Linked DNA regions of Mus musculus: all the other regions are linked to region 3. The links are chromatin contacts, called in public HiChIP or PLAC-seq maps. All regions are on one chromosome and are shown on one strand. Each heading gives the region's core, a stretch centred on a gene start, on an enhancer-like site or on the middle of the called end of the contact. The rest is flanking DNA. Distances are from core to core; before and after follow the strand shown.

Region 1 (2,864 bases), core at 58-2,557, 150 kb after region 3:
CTAGAACCCATCTCTAATACTAGAAAAAGAAAGACAAAAGGGAGGGACAGAGGGAGAAAGGAAGAATGGGGAAGGAGTGGAGAAGGCAACATGTTCTTGCCCTTGTTTTCTCACGTATATGTTTTGGGGGATTTTTCTTTAATATATATAAGTGTTTTGTCTGCATACAGCATGTATGATCAGTGTAAATGGAGGTCAGAAGAGACCGTCCAATTTCCTGAAACTAGACATTGTGAGCCGCCATGCCGTGTGGATGCTGGGAACTGAACTCAGGTCCTCTGCAAGAGCAACCAATGCTCCTAACCACTGAGACATCTCTCCAGCCCTGTGGAGGCCTTGGGAAGACTGGCTAACTCGTAGGTAACTAAACAGGTCAGAGGAGAGGACATAGAGAAACCAAGGGGTGGGAGAGAAGAGGAGGAGGAAGGGGAGGATGCAGAGCGTGCAGCTCTTCTGAGAGCAGCCACAGGGGACCCCTTACAGAGAGTGAACCTCCCTGCCTGTCATCTGTAGCCTAGCTGGCCTTAGCCTGTAGAGTAGTTAGGATTCAGGCCTATGTATGGCCCCACTCCTAACTTTCACCTTCTAGGAAGGTGTCAGAGGCTTGAGGGAAGCACCAGGGGCCCTGACCCTGATGCCTCATGCCTCCAGCCTCACTGGATGGCCCTGGATGTGCAGTGCAGTTAGGATTCCCATGCTCGCTTGCAGAAGGAAAGGAAAGTTCATAAAATCTGATCTGACCCAAAGTTCCCAGTGCAGAGACTTGGATGGCAGCCCGCAGCAGGCCAACTGTGCACCAAAAAACAAGACACAAGCTAGGGAAAGCCAGTCTGTCTCAACAAGGCCGAAGGAAACTTGGGGTGGACACCAGGAGACCACAAAGAAGTTAGACAAGGGAGGAATCACAGGAAACGGGAAGCCTCGTTCTGAGAATGACATTGACCTTCTAGACATTGCTCTGAAGAAGCCAATCAGAAGACAGAAAAGGAGCTGACAGGGGTAGGGGGTGAGGGTGGGAGCGGGTGGAGAGGCAGGTGGGAGGATAGGAGGGGGGCAGTGTCTCAGGGTTTGGGGGCAGGGAGACAGGAAGTAGGGTCAGAAAAATCTGTCAAAATCGGAATAGAACAGATCTCCAGGGAGAGGACAGAGCCGCAGCACCCCCCCGCCCCCCACCCCCACCCCCCCTTTGGGTTTGAGAGGAAATACTGCTCAGTTACTGACCTGCCTCTTTCTCTCTGGTCATGTGACCCATGCTAGTATAAGATCTTCCCACCAACCAAGTTCCTTATGATTTTTGGCTCCCCCTCCTTTTTCTGTATGAAATTGGCTGCAATAATTGCTAAAACTCCTCTTGCACCAGGAACCCCCAAGAAACATTCTCTCTGAAACCAGGCAAGGCAAGCCAGTGTGGTGTGTGCACGCAGGGGAGAGGATCTGAGGAGCAGCTGTGGGGTGAGGAGGAGGCTGCAGGATGTCTGTCAGAACACAGACCCGGAGGCTGAGGGTGGAGGTGGGTGTAAGGAACCATAGACCTTGAAATGAAAAGGACCGGGAGAGAGTGACTATTCGTTTGTAGCAAGAGTTACTAACCAAGTGGAAACAAAGTCACCTCCTGTAGAGGAGGAGTCCTGGATACAGTCAAAGCACCAAGCTTAAGCCAGCCACCTGTGCTCTCTGGGCTGTGTATCTAAAATTTGGAGGTTGGGGGGGACAAGCCATAGAGCAAGGAACTGGCTACCCTAGCTCCCCGGTTTTGGTAGGTTCCACAGCACTGGACCAGAGGAGAACCAGGTAGAAGAAACCCCTGAACTTGCCCAAGGAGGTAAGCTGACAGGTTGGGAGGCTGGGGAGGTGGCAGGGGGTGGGCACCTGAAGCTGAGGAGAGCGAGGGTTAGCAGGGTTGGTTTGCCTTCTGGAAGTTTCCTTTTTCTCCCGAGACACACACCTACCTGATCTTTCCCAGCTTCTATGGCTGCCTTCCCCTCTCTCCCACCAGGCTTTAGCCCCCAGCCACAGTCAGCAGCAAGAAAGGGAACCGATCACAGCTACTTCCTATTACCTGTGAGGCTACAGAGGAAAGGGGCCCTAGAAAGCAGAGGGGAAATTCCCGTGGGAAGTCAACTTGGTCTCCCCCAGAGACACAGGATGGCAAACGTAATAACTGCAGCTTAATATCCCGCCCAAGGCTAAGTCAATAATTGCTCTGGGCAGTTCTGGCAGGTGGCTTGAGCAAGCGGTGGTGAAGAGCAGACAGCTTTGGACTGAGGACAGGAGAGAACCAGAGAGGATGTGAGCAGTCAGAACTCTCCGGAAAGAGGGTCTGCAGGCTGTGTGCACTGCAGGTGGGGAGCTCTTGACCCTACACCTTTCCCCCCATCTTCCAGAATGACCCCAGACTGGCACAGTTCCTTGATCCTCACGGCCTACATCCTCATCTTTCTTACTGGGCTCCCTGCCAACCTGCTGGCCCTGCGGGCCTTCATGGGCCGGGTTCGCCAGCCTCAGCCTGCCCCTGTGCACATCCTCCTGCTTAATCTGACCCTGGCGGACTTGCTCCTGTTGCTGCTGCTGCCCTTCCGGATCGTGGAAGCAGCATCCAACTTCCGCTGGTACCTACCAAAGATCGTGTGCGCGCTGACAGGCTTCGGCTTCTACAGCAGCATCTACTGCAGCACGTGGCTGCTGGCGGGCATCAGCATGGAACGCTACCTGGGAGTGGCCTTCCCGGTGCAGTACAAGTTATCCCGCCGGCCACTGTATGGAGTGATCGCTGCTCTGGTGGCCTGGATCATGTCCTTTGGCCACTGCACCATCGTCATCATCGTTCAGTACCTGAACTCAACTGAGCAGGTGGGCACTGAGAA
Region 2 (2,700 bases), core at 123-2,622, 180 kb before region 3:
GTAAAAATTTGTGCGGTTGGTGGTTCCTGCCTGTAATCCCAGCATTTAGGAGGCTGAGGCAAGTTCATAAATTCGAGCCCTGACTCAGCTACATACTGAGGTTTGAGGCCAGCCCAGGCTATATAATGATATCCAACCCACCCAAGCCCTCACCACCGAAGTAAATGTCTTTCTAAGAGTAAACAAGCTACGGACGTATAAAAAGAGCAACACAGAAAGATGGAAGGCAGCCATGCAAGAAGAGCGAGCTTCCTCCTGTGGAAGGGATAGCAGTGCAAAGGTCCTGAGGCCGGAGGCAGGTGGGATGAGCAGGGGGGTAGATTGACACCTGGGATAATCAACCAGGAGGCTAAGGAGGAACCAGTTAGACAGACAGGTGGAAGGGGCCCAATCAGGAGGGCTCTGGACACCAAGATGAGCACTTTTTTTTTTAAAACAAGGAATGAGGTGGAGCCAGGGTAGGGCTTGAAGCCAAGAGGCCTCTGGCCAGACTTGGCGATTCACAGGCTAGAGCTCTGGCTGTAAGTGGTAACAGAGCGGGATAGGAATGGAAACCAAACAAGGTGGGACTGGGCCTACTGTAGCTGGACAAGAGGCTGAAGGCCGAAGAGGGGTGGGGAGAAATCCCTGGGCTGGGTCCCAAAGCCAGAGGCTCGTTCACATTGTGTTCTCCAACAAGGACGACAACCACGCCTGGCTTGCAGAGGTGGGTGCAGGGCTGGCTGGCACAAGAACTCGTCCTACACTGCAATGTATGGTCATTTCCCGTCCTGAGGCTCGGCAGGCTTCCCAGTATCAAAAACGCTGATGAGCCCTGCCCCTGTGCTGTTCTGGGGGAAACCCCTTGCCTGGGAGCAGGGGGCTCCCCAGGCCTGAGGGACTTGCCCAAGCGCACACAGCACTGCTAGGAGCCGGGTGGGCTGGAATCTGACGTGGTCTGCACGATTAGGCTGGGGAAGTCTCCATACACACGCGCGCGCGGAAAAGTGAACGCTTCTAAGGCAGGAACTGAGGTTCTGAGGCTGGGTGGGGAGAACGGGAAGAGGCTTTCCACCCTCCAGCTGTGGTTCCCCGACCCCACCCCCAGACTTCCGCCCCAGGCCAGTTCTTCCCAGCATCAGCCTGTCACCCACCTCCATCCCACTTCTCAGAGACTCTTCTGGGTCCAGGGGAGAAGCCCAGGGTGTTTAAACTTGTTTGCTCATTTGTTTTGAAGACAAATTCTCACTCTGCATTCCAGTGGCCTGGAATTCATTATGTAGCCCAAGCTGGCCTCGAACTCATGCCAATCCTCCTGTCTCAGCCTCTGGGATGTGAGGCGTGCGCTATCACGCCCCGCCCAGGCTGCTCATTTTAAATAAAAATTTTCTTCTGTCTCCCAGCCGGACTCTTTCCCCAGCCATCCTAGGCCTAGGCCCGCGCTCGCGTCCATGTCCCCCTCCCGGCGGGGGCGGCGCCGTGACGCGCGGGGCGGGAGCAGGAAGGGGGTGTCGCTGACGCCGAGGCGGCCTCCGGCGGCTCCGGCCTTTTGTGCGGGTGGCAGGGTCCGGTGGAGGCGGCGGCCGAGGCAGGCGAGGCCCGGGAGGCCCATCTCAGAGCAGCCGGCCGGGTCCTGCCCTGCAGCCGGGGCGCCGCATCCATGTTCGAGTAAGCACCGGGCCTCGGGGTGGGAAGCGGGGACGGTGGTGCGATCGGGCTGCGGCAGAGGGCCGGAGCTGGGTTTCCAAGCTGGTGCATGTAGGAGCGACCCCGCTGGGGACCAGAAGGGGTACACGTGAGGGATTGCAACCTGGCGGCGAGACCCAAGATTGGGGCGTCACTACCGGCCTGGGACGCATATGGGCAGCGGGGAGCTCCTCTAGGCCCTGATCGTCCCCCTACGGGGAGCCCTGACCCAACACCCAGATGAAAGGGCCGCGAGCAGCCCCACCCCCCATCCCCATTACTGGGCAGGCCCCGCAGATCCTCCGGTCGGTGGTCCCCGTTTGTCGTGGGGGCTGGGGAAAAGGAGCTTCTTTGAGCCTGAGATCTCGGCGGGGTGGGGGTCGGGTGTGTTCTGCCCCCCTCCCGCCCCCGCCACTCCTGCCTGGTCACCTGTGCCTGCGGGTTTCCGTTTGTGATTGTGCTCAGCGTGGTGTGTGTGTGTGTGTGTGTGTATGTGTGTGTGTGTGTGTGTGTGTAACAGCTGGGATTCTTTGGGGCAATGTTGTGTGGCTGTCTGTATGTTATCTATCATCTTCTGTGTGATGGCTACCACCCAGGTCGAGTGCATCTGGTGCTCTTGGACCCACTGTGGTTGTGTGTGAGACGTGTCTCATTTTCTTTGTGGCACCGTGTGCAAATCACACATTCTGAGCTTGTGCCTCATTGTGACTTGTACAGCATTCCGCTTCAGTCTCTTGGCTGACTGTACCTATAATTCACCATGAATTACGTCTGTGAGTTACCTCCGTGAGCTCTCATTGTGATTTGAGTATGTGTGCATGTGGTTGGGGCTCAGCTGCTGTGCGCCTGACATCCACATTTGGATGTCTTTTGGTTCCGTGAACAAGTAGAAATTGCATGTGTCTACCGGTGACAGTGTGGTGTCACTGGGCCCTGTGGGTGGCTCACTTACCTCTGATTCCGTCTGTGGGAAAGTCCCAGTGTATCCAAATGTGGCATTGTTGCATGCCTTGGGTGTGTGTGGGAGATTGTCTC
Region 3 (2,910 bases), core at 201-2,700:
AGGAAAGTGGGCGAGAGAAGTTGGGGATAAGCCTGCCCTGGGGTATATGCTGAGATTCTACTCTCAAGAGTTCTACGTGGAAGACGTTATCTTTGGGGATGGTAAAAATGTTGAATGAAAGTGATTAGTGTGGGTTCTAATCAAAAACAGATTCTTTTTTTCCTACGTTGGAGATGATGACCAAGTTTTAGGTATTGATAACATATTGATAATAATGACATCTACAAAACACAAAGTAACACATGCAACTGGTTTAGGATTACAAGTGGTAAAAATGACGGCAGTGGCGATTTCCTCTATTTTTTAAACCATGATTTTTAAGCCACATGGGAACAGGGTGAAATTTTATGAGACGCCTTTGCCTTTAAAAGCGGCCGTAGGGGAAATGGTAGCAGGTGTCCGCAACAGGAAGGGAATTCTGGTAGCTAAGCCTGCCATATGTGAAAACCTGATCCAGGACCAGCTAGGCCAGTATGGCTGAAGTCAACTAAGAAAAGTTGGCTGGGGAAAGTCAATCAGGCCAATGTACTTTGAATTTTGCTTGAGAGGGAACACAGCAAAGTTCTGAGCAGAAGAATGTGACCTGACACCATTTACAAAACAGAGAAGAAAATGGTAGGAAAATGGTAGGTTCCCAACTCACCAAGCAGTGGCCAGTTCAGTCTCCCAGAATGCGTTTCCTCTCGGCGCCACCAGGGAGCAGCAGTGTTGCGCTGAGAAGGAGGAGAGCTACGGGCCGCGCCCGGGGTGCAGGTGAGGCCTGGGAACCTTTGATCCGAAACAGATCTGTTGGTCTCCAGTCTTGGCTCAGAGCCTTTAATCATCAGAACTTCGAAGGCCTGACCAAGAGCGAGGGATACCCGAGCGGGAGGTGGAAAAGAAACCACAAGTTAGGAAATAAGGGAAGTAGGGAAACTGCCTAAGTACGACTGCAACTTTTTAAGAGGTGCAGTCCCCACGAGCGTCCCCTAGGGGGCCAGAGCATCTTTTCTAGTGCGACCTCATTGATTCCTCGAATCATTCAAATGTGGAGCCCAGAAAGACCGCAGCACTTCCCCCACCAGGGCGAGAGTGGGAAGGCAGGCTGCGTCACCGACATTCCCCTGGCAGCTGGGACCTGGCTCTGCTTGGCACCTCCCTACAGGGCGCACCTAGGCGGGTCCATCGGCTCCCGGGACAGGGGTGTGGACCAGCAGCGAACAGGTGCGCACAAGGCCCGGCCCCTCTCGGCAGGTGGAGCACGCCCAGAGGGTCTCTGTCCTCAGGGAGTTCAGTCCTTTCAACTTTGACTAGAGCAACAGGTGGCTGCACAGGTCGCCTATGGTGCAGACGCCCTCCTGGCAAAGCGGTCACTTGGTTCAGGCCCTGGAGGCAGGAGCGCACCTGAGTCAGCCCACTTCCGGGGAGGGAGGCCCGCAAGGCCCGCCCCCGCCGCCCACCCCCAAGTCCAGCCCCCGGGCTCCCACCCTTGTGTACCTGGGCGGTTCCATTCCCGGGAGTGCGCAGGGGGTAGAGTGACCCAGAGAGCCACCGCGCGCCGGGTCAGTTGTCTTCGGGAAGCCGAAGGCATGAGCTTCGTCCAAGTTCATTTTGTAGGTTAGAACTCCCCCAGTGCGAGGAAAATGGACTTGGAATAGGGGCCGGGCGCAGCACGCACCCTTCTCGGCCCTGGTGCTCGCCGCGCCCCCTACTCTCTGGATACTTGGGAGGGGACGCGCGGGCACCGTCGCTGCTAGACGGCCGCGATGGCGCCGGCGGCCAGCGCGTGTGCTGGGGCGCCTGGCTCCCACCCGGCCACCACGATCTTCGTGTGTCTTTTTCTCATCATTTACTGCCCAGGTAAGGATTGGGGTCCCTGGTGCTGTGGGACGGCGGGAGGGCGCTACCGGAGGTGGATGGAGGGCTGTGGTTCTCACCGGCCTTGGAGGACCCGAAACCAAGTGGTGGGGAGTCGTGAGTGATGGTTGGTGCGGGAGTGCAGATTAAAGATCTCCAGAACCCGCCTGGTTGAGGAGACCCCTGTGTGCCCAAGGAAGGGAGTTTCTTGTGGCGCCCAGTCCGGTCCTCCGCCTTTGTCGGAGATAACAGGAAGTGAAAACTCTGGGGATCTTAAGGCTGAGCGCTGTATGGAGAAGGGGACCCTTTGTGGTCAGGAGCAAGGCCTCCCGATCGTGAGATAGGCCTGCCATTGGGATCTTGGACGCACCTCAAGATTTCTAAGTGTTGGGGTAACGGGGAGAGGTCATTCCCGGACTGGATCAGGCCAAGAGCTCGAGAAACAGTGCCCTGGCTTGGAGTGGGTGTGGAATTGGGGACTCCCCACCCCACCTACATCCCTGGTATCTGTAGAATGGACTTTTGAACCTTAAGTCATCTTCCGCCTAGATTGTTGAATGTTAGCTTAAGTGGGGGCCTAGGGGTTCCATCTACATTTGGATGTGCATTTTGAAGAGTCTCTGGGTAGGAGGATGTGGACAGAATATTCTAGGGACCTAGCCCGGATGGCTACATACTTACCACTTTTCAGCCCCGGAGGTGTATAAAATGGGCATGATTATCAGATCTGCCTCGCCAGTCTCGGGGATTAAGGAACAATATGCTAGGTGCTCTGAAAGACTGCATATACTGTCTAAGTGGTGTGGCTCATTGCTGTTGTGGTACCTCCCTGGGTTTATCTATCCCTGCTGACTATACTCTTCTTCTCAGACCGTGCCAGTGCCATCCAGGTGACCGTGCCTGACCCCTACCACGTAGTGATCCTGTTCCAGCCAGTGACACTACACTGCACCTACCAGATGAGCAATACCCTCACAGCCCCTATCGTGATCTGGAAGTATAAGTCGTTCTGTCGGGACCGTGTTGCCGACGCCTTCTCCCCTGCCAGCGTGGACAACCAGCTCAACGCCCAGC

Evidence for each region. HiChIP or PLAC-seq counts read pairs in DNA pulled down with a chosen protein or histone mark.
Region 1: an H3K27ac HiChIP or PLAC-seq map of embryonic stem cells shows a contact between it and region 3, with 27 read pairs. The contact joins the promoter of Ffar2 here to the promoter of Lsr in region 3. A contact is called at or near these places in 17 of 39 promoter capture datasets (the C10 cell line, the HPC-7 cell line, cranial neural crest and 8 more), 7 of 15 datasets of contacts at CTCF or cohesin (CD8 T cells, the G1E-ER4 cell line, embryonic stem cells and 2 more), 97 of 484 Hi-C or Micro-C datasets (8-cell embryo, B cells, CD4 T cells and 36 more), 25 of 115 datasets of contacts at active chromatin or transcription factors (DN3 thymocytes, acute myeloid leukemia, embryonic stem cells and 8 more) and 4 of 9 other capture datasets (adipose tissue, embryonic stem cells, liver and 1 more).
Region 2: a contact with region 3 is called in an H3K27ac HiChIP or PLAC-seq map of extraembryonic endoderm stem cells. The contact joins the promoter of Gramd1a here to the promoter of Lsr in region 3. A contact is called at or near these places in 4 of 39 promoter capture datasets (the C10 cell line, the HPC-7 cell line, cranial neural crest and 1 more), 1 of 15 datasets of contacts at CTCF or cohesin (embryonic stem cells), 1 of 484 Hi-C or Micro-C datasets (embryonic stem cells), 3 of 115 datasets of contacts at active chromatin or transcription factors (embryonic stem cells, extraembryonic endoderm stem cells and pancreatic cancer cells) and 3 of 9 other capture datasets (adipose tissue, liver and pancreatic islet).

The regions. Positions count from the first base shown.
Region 1 is chr7:30,819,635-30,822,498 of GRCm38.p6, reverse strand. It overlaps Ffar2 (free fatty acid receptor 2), which reads left to right and starts at 1,307. Exons shown (of 3, transcript NM_001168510.1): 1 at 1,307-1,392; 2 at 1,761-1,822; 3 at 2,385-2,864. The coding sequence starts at 2,386. It overlaps Gm32236 (a long non-coding RNA gene), which reads right to left and starts at 2,078. Exons shown (of 3, transcript XR_881940.2): 1 at 1,950-2,078.
Region 2 is chr7:31,149,843-31,152,542 of GRCm38.p6, reverse strand. Gramd1a (GRAM domain containing 1A) reads left to right here and starts at 1,372. Exons shown (of 19, transcript NM_027898.4): 1 at 1,372-1,647. The coding sequence starts at 1,640.
Region 3 is chr7:30,972,009-30,974,918 of GRCm38.p6, reverse strand. It overlaps Lsr (lipolysis stimulated lipoprotein receptor), which reads left to right and starts at 1,450. Exons shown (of 10, transcript NM_017405.2): 1 at 1,450-1,839; 2 at 2,707-2,910. The coding sequence starts at 1,746. It also overlaps a transcript of Fam187b not described here.